Linked DNA regions of Mus musculus: region 1 is linked to region 2. The links are chromatin contacts, called in public Hi-C maps. All regions are on one chromosome and are shown on one strand. Each heading gives the region's core, a stretch centred on a gene start, on an enhancer-like site or on the middle of the called end of the contact. The rest is flanking DNA. Distances are from core to core; before and after follow the strand shown. Region 1 overlaps 5031425F14Rik (RIKEN cDNA 5031425F14 gene). Region 2 overlaps Zmynd8 (zinc finger, MYND-type containing 8).

The links. Hi-C and Micro-C count contacts between places; a contact is called where the count stands out from the background.
Region 1: a Hi-C map of the N1E-115 cell line shows a contact between it and region 2, with 2.3 times the contacts expected there. The contact joins two enhancer-like sites. A contact is called at or near these places in 1 of 484 Hi-C or Micro-C datasets (the N1E-115 cell line) and 1 of 115 datasets of contacts at active chromatin or transcription factors (large pre-B cells).

Annotation. Positions count from the first base shown.
Region 1 is chr2:166,457,494-166,463,051 of GRCm38.p6, forward strand. 5031425F14Rik (RIKEN cDNA 5031425F14 gene) reads left to right here. Exons shown (of 3, transcript NR_015558.3): 3 at 928-1,277. Among named protein-coding and RNA genes, the nearest start is that of Gm30908, 11 kb to the right of the region's middle. Within about 2 kb of position 1,663, at least 57 of the 459 cell types and tissues checked have an H3K27ac peak or open chromatin away from gene starts, as enhancers often do. A contact at or near this core is called in the N1E-115 cell line, where this site is marked.
Region 2 is chr2:165,784,052-165,790,274 of GRCm38.p6, forward strand. Zmynd8 (zinc finger, MYND-type containing 8) reads right to left here. Exons shown (of 23, transcript NM_001363020.1): 22 at 3,113-3,196; 23 at 101-1,687. The coding sequence ends at 1,539. Among named protein-coding and RNA genes, the nearest start is that of Gm29993, 56 kb to the left of the region's middle. Within about 2 kb of position 4,055, at least 62 of the 459 cell types and tissues checked have an H3K27ac peak or open chromatin away from gene starts, as enhancers often do. A contact at or near this core is called in the N1E-115 cell line, where this site is marked.

The DNA of each region.
Region 1 (5,558 bases), core at 413-2,912, 670 kb after region 2:
GAAGACACAGCAGGGGAAGTGTGAAGCTGCTGGTCCCGTTATATCTACCCGGTTCCTATGTTGGGGCTTTCCCTTCCACTCTCTTAGAAAGGGTGCCAACCTGTTCTCACACCTAAGGCCCCGCCCCTTCCCCAGTGAAGAGTGTAATGCTTGTAGCTTGTCCCTTTCCTGTGATCTGCAGGCTCAGGGACTGATCTGTTTTTTCAAGGAGAAAAAAACACAAAACAAAACTGGAGACAGGCCTGTCATTTCTATATTTCAAGGTCATTGGGGGAAGGAGAGATGAGCGGTTTTTCTTTTTAAACATACTTTTAGTGCCACTGTAACTGTGAAGCAGAAGGAAAGTCGCTGCTTTTATGAAGTATGTAAACAATAAGACCGCGCACGGAGAGTGTGTTTGTGGACTCTAAATCTCGCCAGCTGGAAACAACACTGAAGGAATGTTCTCAAGGGTCTCCGAAACCTTGAAGTGTCTCGTTTCGCCTGACTCGAGATGAGGGACCCCATGGGATTAAAGCCAGTCTTTAAGGAGGGGGCGGGGGAAGCTGGACTATACTTAACTTTGTGTCTCATAGTAAGAGAGAAGAGATGTTTCGGAGGGTTATTGGCATGTTTACTTGCTTGCTTGTTTGTTAAGATCACAGCTGACCATGGCAGTGCACATCTGTCTGTCTGCCCAGTCCCGGAGAGCCTGAAGCAGGAGGATCGGGAGATCAAGGCCAGACTGGGTTACAAATGGAGTCTTTGTCTCAAAAAAAAGCCAAACAACAGAGTCTAGACAAAACAATATCCACACTGAAGATACAAACAATGAAGATTTTTGTTCTATGTGTCTTTTGCCAAATATTAATAACTAACACATAATATGTATCACATGCATGTTATATTAATAACCCTATGCATAATATTTACTTTTTTGTCTTCTAGGACAAGATGGATGAGGATGAGACTAATAGCTTCCAGGTGTGGCCTGGCTTCTGGGGTCTCCATGTTCATATTGGGGCATTAATAAGCTTCTGCATCGAGAGTGGTCTAGCTCAGCATAGTCCAGACTGTAGTCCACAGATGTGAGAGGCACCGAGACAAGAGGCCTTCAGCTCCAGTTATAAGACTGTGCTTTGTTACGAGCAGAGCAGACGCTGTCTGTGGGGACCCTAGTTCTGGACTCTCATCAGGACGTTGGCATCAGTGAACGCATCTCAGACCTTTACTGAGGTAGTCACCGTTTTAATCTGTCGGTCGTGATTACAGTTGACAGACTCAAAATAAAAATTAAGAAAGTATGATAGGAAGAGCTCATAGCTTGTGCCCTTAAAGGGATCGACTTCAGACATGGCTGGATCCAGGCACTCGAATGGCAGGATCAGGGAAACAACCCCTCCATCTCTCCCTCCCACCATTTTGGTTGTCAGTGGTTTCTCCCCTCTCAGGGTAGTTCTGTTCTTGTACTTGTTTCCATTTTCAGGAGCCCTAGGAGAAAGGCATTTTTTTTTATCCCAAAATTTAAACCTAAGTACAAAATATGAGTCTTACATATCTGTCTCTAACCCAGTCTCTGAAGCCAAGGGCCCGGCATCCACCGATGGCTCAACGCCTCTACTGTTGTAGACAGAAACCCCAAATTCAAACTTTTGCAACACACAGTCTAGAAAGAGGAAGGAGGGGAGTCAGCTAGTCGGGTTCCGTGAGCTTCTTGAGACAAGCTGGAAGGTGACATGGGCCACACAGAATTAAGGGAAGACGACACATGCCCCTTTCGTGGGAGCCTGTCTAAAGCCATTCACTAACAGCACAGTCCGTGGTGGTCGGCTCAAAGTAGCTCCTGATGGCCCCTCTCTCTGCTCCCTTTCATGCTGGTTTTGTTTCAGTCCATGATCCTGGCAGGGAAAGCACGGTGGAACCTGCCTGTGGTGAGACCCAGCCTCCAGGCTCCTCACACACAGCTGGTTAGGATGTGGATGAGTGCTGGCCGAGCCTGCTTCTGCCGTGTGATTGGAAAAGAAAAGGGGACTCACACAGGGCAAGTTCTGAGACACATACACACACACACACACACACACACACACACACACACGTACACACACACGTACACACATATACACTCGTATGCATGCACACACATACACACACATACACTTTCACACACACATGCACACTTGTGCACACACAGGCATGCATGCATGCACACACATACACACACATGTGCACATACACACACAAATACATTCGCATGCACATGTACACACACATACACTTGCACATGCATGCACACACATACACACACACACACACACACACACACACACACACACACACACATAAACACGCAGGCATGCTCTTGCTCTTCCCAGGGCTGCTTCCTCTCCCATCATAGATTGCTCCCTGCCCTTAGGGGCTGCAGCCTCCTCTGCTTCCTGCACCATTTGGAAGAGCTTTTTAATTACTTTTAATTCTCTCTCAATTTTCTGATCCATCGGCGTGCATGAAAGAGAGATGAAAATGGCTCCCTCTTTTTATTTGGCTTGGTCATCCTCTCGTTCTCAGGCGCCGGCTCTGGTTTCACTCAAACCCTCCTGCATCTGAGGCTGCAGGAACAGGAAGTCCCCCGGGAGGCTGGACTGGCTGTCTGGGTTGTGAGTCAGTCTATCCTTACCCACCTCAACCATGGGACATTCGCACTGGAGGTCAAACGGCAGGCTGGTTTATTTCAAAGTATTGGCAGGTGACAGGGGTCATTCTGAGGCCCTGGTTTTTCTCTCTCTTCTGAAAGCTTCACTCAGCAATGTTTTTACCCTCAGGGACGTTGAGCACACTTGAAATCTCCACTGACTTAGAAATGACTTTAAAAAACACCCTCTGGTGGATTTAGCATGTCTTATTCTGGAAAAACAATTTTTAACTTGAAAGCTATTCTTCATAAGTTAATGATGCTGCTATCACCAGCCCACCCCACCCCTATTACAAAGACCCCAAGTGGACCGCTAAGGCACAGACATAAGGTCGCCATGCTAGCTAGACTATCACACAGTCTCTAAATGGCCCTGTCCATGTGAAGGGAAATGTTTCTTCTGGGTCCAGAGACCCTCTGGGTGCATCCCATGTCTTTACTCCATTTCGCCCTCCTAGTTTCCTCCAAGGAAGGTCCTGTTCTCGTCCATTTCCAGCACCAACAGGGAAACTGAGTCCCAGAAATCTCGTGTCACTAGCCAGAGTGTAGTTCCACCCTGAGCTCCAGCTAGGCAACTCAGAACAGCCCTGGACTGAAGGAAGTGGAGAACACCGGCCAATCAGCAGCAGCCATCTGTCTGCTTCCAGAGTGCAGGTGCTTTGTGACCAGCTGTCTCACACTCCTGCCGCCCTGTGCTCCCCGTTGTGATGGACTGTACCCCCGAACCCTTCCTTCCTCCAGTTGCTTCTGGTGAGATGATTCTTCTCCATAACAATGAGAATATTAACTAACATGATATATGTCTGACATGGTTACCCTGAAACCAAGCACGGCCAAGGACAGAGGCCCAGCTTGGAGTGCATAGGAACTTCTGGGAGGAAAATGGTGACCATGGCTCTGTGAGGAAGGAGGCTGTGGACACTCAGTCTGTGCCACGTTTCCTCAGAGGTCAGGAGGGAGCGTCAGAAGCTGCTTCAAAACTTTGGCCTTTTGTCTGCTGGTTTACTTAAAATTTCCTTTGACTTTTTTTAAAAACATAAACAAAGGTATTAGAACAGAAAACTTGAATCACATCTGTGTAAGTCAAAGCTAATATGTCACAGTGGATGGGCAATGCGCTCCAGAGAATGTTGATTTAAAAAAGATGTTAGGTAAAGGGGCCCATGCTAATGGATATAAAATATGCCTTCTCCATTTTAATATCATCTGGTTATAATTTTAACTTCTGAGTTATTTTTAAATACAGTCTTGATGCTGGGGATAGCTCCAGGACCTTAGATACTACTAAGCAAGATCCCGTAAGCTATACCCCTATCCTTAAGGGTTTTGGTTTCTTGAGACAAAGACTTACTATGTAGCCCAGGCTGACCCCAAACTCATGGTTCCTGTGCCCTCTATCTCCCAATCACTGGTAGGGCAAGCATGTACCAACATGTTCATCTGCCTAACATTTTAATTTAAGTAACTTAACTAGATGGAAACAGCCAAGAGAGCAGCCCTGACAAACCAATATGGCGCTTGCATCTCTGTAGAGTTCTCATTGGCAGGTGCCTCAGGCACGGTACCCACAGAATGTCTCAGAGATCATTCTGATTTCTGGGCTGTCACCACAGGTGTGACTCAATTATGACTGTATTTGGAGAAATCGTGTTCTTGTTGAAGGCACACATGGGACTGGGGATCTGGGGTCTTTCAGGCCATTGATACTGATCTTGCATTCTGGGATACATTTGTAGGCAGACTCCTTTTGCCTATAACCCTCGGGTCCTCCGCAGGGCAGAGTGGACATCCTGCCAATTCACTTTGAGGTTGCTTTAAAGACAGAGCAGAGCATCTATAGCACAATATACCTTGTGATCAGGGCTGCATGTATTTGCATCTTGGCTCCTGCAACTCTTCTAGACAGAACCTCAGCACAGCTCACGATGAGAACCACAGTGAGGCCACCCCTTAGCTAGAGCTGAGCCCAGCTGCTCTACACTGAGTCATAGCTGACCAGACAAAGTCAGCCTGGATCTGCTGGCCCATAGCGTACACTGAAGGACCTTGAGGGCGAAAATAAATGCTTGCTGTTCTAGTCATTTGAGGCTGGTCTGTGAGACATCACCATAGAGACAAAACCAAATATAAAATCCCTTCTCAGAAACCCACCCTTTTCTTGTCTGTCCTAATGGAAGACTGGCTCACAGGAACCCATCTCAGGCCATGAGCAGACAAGCGCTGACTGAGCCAGGGGCATGCAGCAAAGATTTCCTCTGGCCATCAAAAGGAGAAGGCAGGAGCCGGAGAGATGGCTCACTGGGTGAAAGGGCTTGCAAGTAAATCTGTTGACCCAAGTTCAAGCCCCCAGAACACACACAGTAGGAGAGAACTGACTCCCAAAGTTGTCTCTAACCTTCACTCACATGCTATGACACTCACACACTAATGCACACACACATACGCATATACACATACACACACATACATATACATACACACATACAAACACACATACATTCACACACACATACACACATTCACACACACACACATACATACTCATACGTAAACATACTACACACATACATGTATACACACATATACACACACATACATACACACACGTATATACATACACACACATACATTAAAAAGTGTGGGAATTAGGAGAAAATAAATACTAAAAAAAAAATTTTTTTAAACCACTTCCTCCAGCTATGCTTAGCCTCTTGAAAGTTCCAAGGTCTCCCAAAACAGTGGCCCCAACTGGCAACCAAATGTTCCCAAGTATAAGCCACAGCAACAAGCCTTGCTGGTTTTCTTATTTGAGCCTACACCAAAGCTGGTCACTCGAATTCACAGATCACGTCCCTTACAGCAGCTAGTGCCAGCCGCCTGCTCCTGGGTG
Region 2 (6,223 bases), core at 2,805-5,304:
AAAAGGGTTAAGAACCTGAAAAACTTGGGATGTCAAAGGGGGGAGAACCCAAAAGCTCATAACCGCGAGAGGACGCTGTTCAGCCATGAAGAAACGCCATCATCAAAAAAGATATTTAAGTTTAATACAAATTTTATACAAAGAAAATGTGAAAAAATACTCCCATATGCTAAAAGCAGTTACGCTTCCCAAATAAGGCCAGCTAGGCTAGATTGTTTTTTTTTGTTTGTTTTGTTTTGTTTTGACGACCGCAATTCACAAATTTTCTCTCTCTCCTGTTTTCTTCTAGCGTTTCTTCCTTTCTTCTCTAGTAGGGGTAAACTGCCTGAACAACGCGCAGCTTGGCATTCTCTTATCAACAATGAAGAGAAAGTAAACGGAGACTAAAATGTACAACGGAATGTACTGGAATGATATACAGTTAATTTCTTTTTTCTGATATACACACATCACCTTTTGCTTCGATCGATGCTCGCTTTACACAACATACAAAATGGAACTACAGCAGACGTAGCGTTAACGGACAGCATGTCGGGTCCTGGCTTTCTCTCACACTGCCTGTGTTTCATGCTTACATAAAAACGTAGAACTCCAGCAGATAAATAATACATACATGCTCCATCCCCGGGCTGGCGTGGGCTTCGTGGCCTCGCCGTGCACCTTTGCTTTTTGAGTCCTTGCTTCTGAGAAGCACGTCTTCACAAATCCATGTGGGTGTTATGGGAAAAAACTTGGCCGAGAGAAGGGGTCTCCTCGCACGCACAGATGCCCGCTGGCTGCGTTCGTTCCCGACACCCCTGCACAAACGCCGGGCGCTGGCTGCATTCGTAACGCCACGGGGATAGCTCGCGTGGACCTTCTGTAAACAGGAGGCTGCTTTGCCCCTTCGGGAGCCAGAGCTGGAAACACACCACACACACATACTTCTCTCTGTGTCCTTCAAGGCCAGCAAGCATGTGTTTCCTAACATCGTCTTGTAGGGTCTGTGAGGGGCGGATGGCTTGGTGTGGCGGGTCTAGGGCAGCACAGCCTGAGAGCCCCAATCCTGGTGTGCTGCGGCGACAGTGGCTCCCTCCCCTGGGTATCCAAGGACAAGGGCCTACGTGAAAATAGCAATCCCTGGGCCCAGCCCTGACACCCCAGTGAGGCCAGCGGGCTCACTAACCAGCCCCTGGATTATCAAAACATTCTTTTAATTGTAGATCTTTATATATATATGTATATATATAAAACTTGCTTTTCTTTTCTGTTTTTTTTATAAGTTAAGGTCAGTGTAGATATGAAAAGGAAAGGTACGCTAGGTCAGTGACGTCACAAGTGTACCTACTTACACCTAAAGTGTTTGGCTCACAGGGTAGTGCCATCCCAGCCAAGACCAGAGCTGGGATGGAGTCAAGTCTCTGTCCTGCAGCCAAGCCGACGGGCAGAGCCTGAGTGTTGGAAATTCTAAAGGTGGCGGTTCTCCAGTTTCTGTTGCTTCCTGTGGTTTGGGCTGTTTCTCCCGCCTATAGGGAGGTGTTCTGGCTCACAATGCACCCCTAGTCCCAGAAGGCATCTAGCCGAGACTCCCGGGACTCTTTGGGCATGAGGTTCTTCGTGCTGGTCCCTCCACTGTGCTCAGAGCGGGATGACGCTCGCTTCTCCTCGCTGCTGCTCCACAAACCTGCCTTGCTGCTCCGGGAATGGTCTGTGAAGGAAAGGCAGTGTGTTCAACTCCCCTCCCCACCTTCCTCAACTCATCTCCCAGCTGGAAGTTACCTTCCCTCCCTCCAGCCAGACCACGCCCACTCCAACCGGACCACGCCCACAGCTGCCCCTGAGATCCCAGGGCTGTGGCTGTAGAACACAGAGTGAGGGCAGCTGGCTTTGGGCTATAGCTAACTGAAAGGTCAAAAGGTGTCACACTAGCAGAGAGTGAGGTTAGCGAGTGATGGTGTCCAGTCGACGGGGAACCCCTGCCCTGTTAAGAGTCTGGACTATACCACGGGGGGCCCATGCACCTTGCCTCTGACCTCGGCTCTTAGAGAAAGACCCGCAGAATCTGACATCTGTGGTGACCTCACAGAACTCCTGATTCATTTATAAGACTCATATCCAAACCAGGAAGATATTGTAAGAGAAGAAATGAGGACCAGATGAGATGGCTAAGCCCACCTGGACACTGACTCCGTGGACTCCCAGTAAGGACCATGTTAGGGGTCAGTGACGGATACAGACCCCAACGGACACCTGGGATGGCTTTGAGGTCACACGGGCAGCAAGTTAGGTAGTGGCTGAGGAAGCAAAGAGGAAGCTAACAGAAGAGCCACAGACGCTATCACAGAAGAGGACAATGGCCCTACACTAAGGCCCTACACTTAATGGCTGGCCACTAAGACCCCTTTGCTGCTCCCAGATTCTCTAACTTTCCTGAGCTGTGGAGCATCAAGCTTAAGATGGAGCAGGGCTAGTGAGAAGGGACCACTGCTGCCCTTGGGGGACTGTCTTTCTTACTTCTTACTGCCTGTTCACAAAGCACATGCAAAAAAATAAAATAAAATAAAATAAAATAAAATAAAATAAAATAAAATAAAATAAAAATTTAAAAGTTCAGGCTGCTTTTATATTCAGCCAGAAGGGGGCAGTGTTCTAAAAGGACAATCAGAGTTCCAAATGGTCCTTTGAGAGCTCACATTCCTGGCAGTTAGGCTATATAATCTTCTAGAAGGTCTTTGAGGGGTGGCATGGATATAGTCGCACATCACCAAGTCCTTCCAGCTGTGGGGAAGAGCCAAGATCAGTGGGGATATGAAAGAAACAGAACTTGAGATTCCAAAGCCTGAGCCTCTAAAGGACTGGGCCCAGGATGCTGGCTAACATGGCAGACCACGGCAGGGGAGATGCAGTACCCAGCTAAGACAAAACAAAGGCTCTGAATGGCCCAACCTACAGCAGTTTGCAAAGGCAGCAATGGGGAACAAACAAGAAGACGACGGCGACGGCAAAGCAGAGGGAGACCAACACTCAAAGCACAGGACACGCCCACACGGACACACACAGACACACAAAACATGGCTTCTGCATGCCAGGAGTGACTCTCCCAGCAGCTCCCCTGAGACAGGGTCATACTTACACTTCTGGGCTGGGTAGTTGGGGTGCGGCTGGTGGTCTGTAGTGGTTGGGGTATAGGCAGGCTGCTTGTCACACCTCTTGCTAACTGAAGAGAGCACAGGTAGCCTTAGAATCCATCACAGCTGAAATTGCACACAACCCCAGGGGCCGACACCCATGGCTAGCTGTTCCTTCATGTAGGCCACTCGACTGGATGTGCTTACAGGTGACTGGGGCCTTTAAAAACTTGTGTAAACCACAAACAGGGTCGTTGGACACGGCGCCACATCACAGGGAGGAAGGTGAACATAGAAGGACACGCGGGGACATAAAAGCAGCCCCATACTTGGCAAGCCACAAATGCTCAGGATTTTGAAAGCAAAATGTTCCAAACCACAAGCTCTGCCAAAGCCTGGTTCTAGCAGGGAAACTGAGGCTGGGCTGAGGTGCACTAGGGTGTCAGGCACCACACAGCAGACGCACTGCGAGGAAGAGGAAGGCTAGCAAAGGGGCCACACTGAGGACGACAAGGGACAGCAACTGGGAGAGACCAGCTGACTAAACCCTAGGCCGCAATAAAGGGCCATCCACAAACTATATTCAAATCCTCAGAAAAGCCAAGTGTGCTCACCACCTGTCACCCCAGCCCTCGGGAGGCTGAGGCAGGAGGACCATGACTCTGAAGCCAGCCTTGGCTACGGAGCAAAAGTGCCTAAAACCCTAAAAATGTGAAGCGGAAGGAGTGCTTACGTTGAATATCCTGAAGAGTTTGGGGCTTGGGGGGGGACAGGATCAAGAGGAGGAAGAAAAGGAGACGGAAGTGTCACCTCAGTGGCCATGTGCCTAGGTGCTGAGTGGCATTACAGTTAGTGCAAATGAACCTTGGAATTACAACTTAGAAGAGACAGCGGACCACGCATGTCCTCAGTCTGGATGCCAGCAGGCCACAAGCAGAGACGGAGAACGAGGGCAAGCTGCCAAGACTCTTGACAGGCTGGGAGGGGGCAGGCTCACTCAGCCAAGTGTGGCCAGACCACAGAAAGCAATCAGAAACCAGGGAGGCGAAGGTCACTGATGCATTCTAAAGACGGGTCAGGAAGCAGGCCTGTGGAAGTCCCCGGAGGGCCACCATGGCAGTGGAGACAGGCGGAGGACAGACACCTTGCCGGCTATAGTCTAGCCTCTGTGCTTGTATGCAGAGACATCCTGTTTAAAGCCCTTAAAGGGCCGGGAGGTGGTGGCGCACACCTTTAATCCCAGCACTTGGGAGGCAGAGACAGGAGGATTTCTGAGTTCGAGGCCAGCCTGGTCTACAGAGTGAGTTCCAGGACAGCCAGGGCTACACAGAGAAACCCTGTCTTGAAAAACAAAAAACAGCAAAAAAAACCCAAAAACCCTTAAAGGACAAATTGATGCTAGTGACATGACTCCATCCGTGGGGAGCCCTTGCCCAGTGGGCATGTAGCCCCGAGATCAATCCTCAATACACAAAAGGCCTGGGGAAGTGTATGTGAGGGGTGTGTGTTTGTGTGTACATGTAATATGTGAGTGTGTGGGGTGTGTACACATGTAAGTGTGAGTGGGTGCACATGTAACATGTGTGAGGGTGTACCTGTCTGTGTACATGTAACATGTAAGTGTGAGTGTGTGGAGTCGGGAGGTCAATGAATGCTTTCCTCAATTATTTCTACTTTTTTTTGTTGGAGTCTGGGTCTCTTAAACCCGTGTCTCCTGGGATCACGGATGCACGCTGCCTCACCACGCTTCTTACACGGGCCTACATTCTAGGCCTTCCTGTTTGTCCCTCTGAGCCACCTTCTCTATCACCCTGGCCTCATTCTTTACCCCAGATTCAAGACAAGGCATGTTCTGAAAAATCCACCTGCCTGGGCACTGTCTGAGATAACATGTCAGAACATGTTGGAACATGTCGGCTGGACTGGGGCTCAGACTAAAGAACAGCACCCTAGCATATGCAAGGCTTCGGGTCTGTCCTGAGCATTGCACCCGTGCCCAGCACTCTAAGAAAAAAAAAATTATAGCAATAATAAACCTCACAACATTTAGACTTCTCTATGCCCTTGTCAATGGCTTCATCTCTCTCAAACTCTTTGTTGTTGTGTTTTGGTTTGGTTTTGTTTTGTTTTTGAGATGGGTCTCACTATGTAGCTCTAGATAGTCTGCAACTTACCACGTAGACCAGACTGACCTCAAATTCACAGAGATCCACCTGCCTCTGCCTCTGGAATTAAAGGTTACAGGTGTGCGTCACTACGCCCCATGGACGGCTCCATCTCTTAAGACATGGGTGACATGCCAACGCAGTAGCCAGATGGATGGGGAGAGCGAGGAGAGAGATGGAGGCAGGATGGGATGCCACAGAGGCTCTAACTGGGATGGGGAAGCGGAGTGGACAAGTGTCAGGTTGGGCTGCTCAATCCGGTAACCACAAACCAAAGTCACAATCTAAATGACCTGAAGGGAAAGGTCCAATCCCATCCCTCAGCTCTTAGTCACATGAGCCCAATGGTTTGACATCCACTTCCAGGACAACACAGACCTGACTGTCACTCTTGTCTATCAGTGATGAGAGGCATGGCATGGAGATGCAGGTGAATTTATCACCTCTCCTCAGAAAGATGGGGGTGGGGGGCAGCTTAGCAGCCAAGGACAGAACAGAGAGGCAGGCCAGGTGTGGAATGGCCTGGCTGAACAAGACAGATTGTTGGCACAGCACCCGCACCAGATGCTCACAGGGATGTGGGGACAGGGAGAGCCAGGGAGGTGCTCTGATAGGAACAGAGAATCTGAGATGCTGCTGTTATAGAGTAGAAAAGCAGAGGCCCATGGCAGGGACTTGGTAAGGTGACCGAGCAGGTGAGAAACTGTGCCCAGGGTGATCAAGACTTGTGTGTGTCGCCATGGGAGGAGTCTGTCCCCCTGGGTGATGTCCTCCCACTGAACTCTGGGGCTCAGGTGCAGCTTGAGGAAAACCTGGGAAGGGGAACCCAGGAGACTCCATTATCAGAGCTTCCGATGGGAAGAGTACCAGGGAGACACAGCTAGAGAAAGTGGCTAAGAAGAAGTTAAAGGCCACACGGTGCAGCCTGGACAACCATCTCTGGCTTCCACT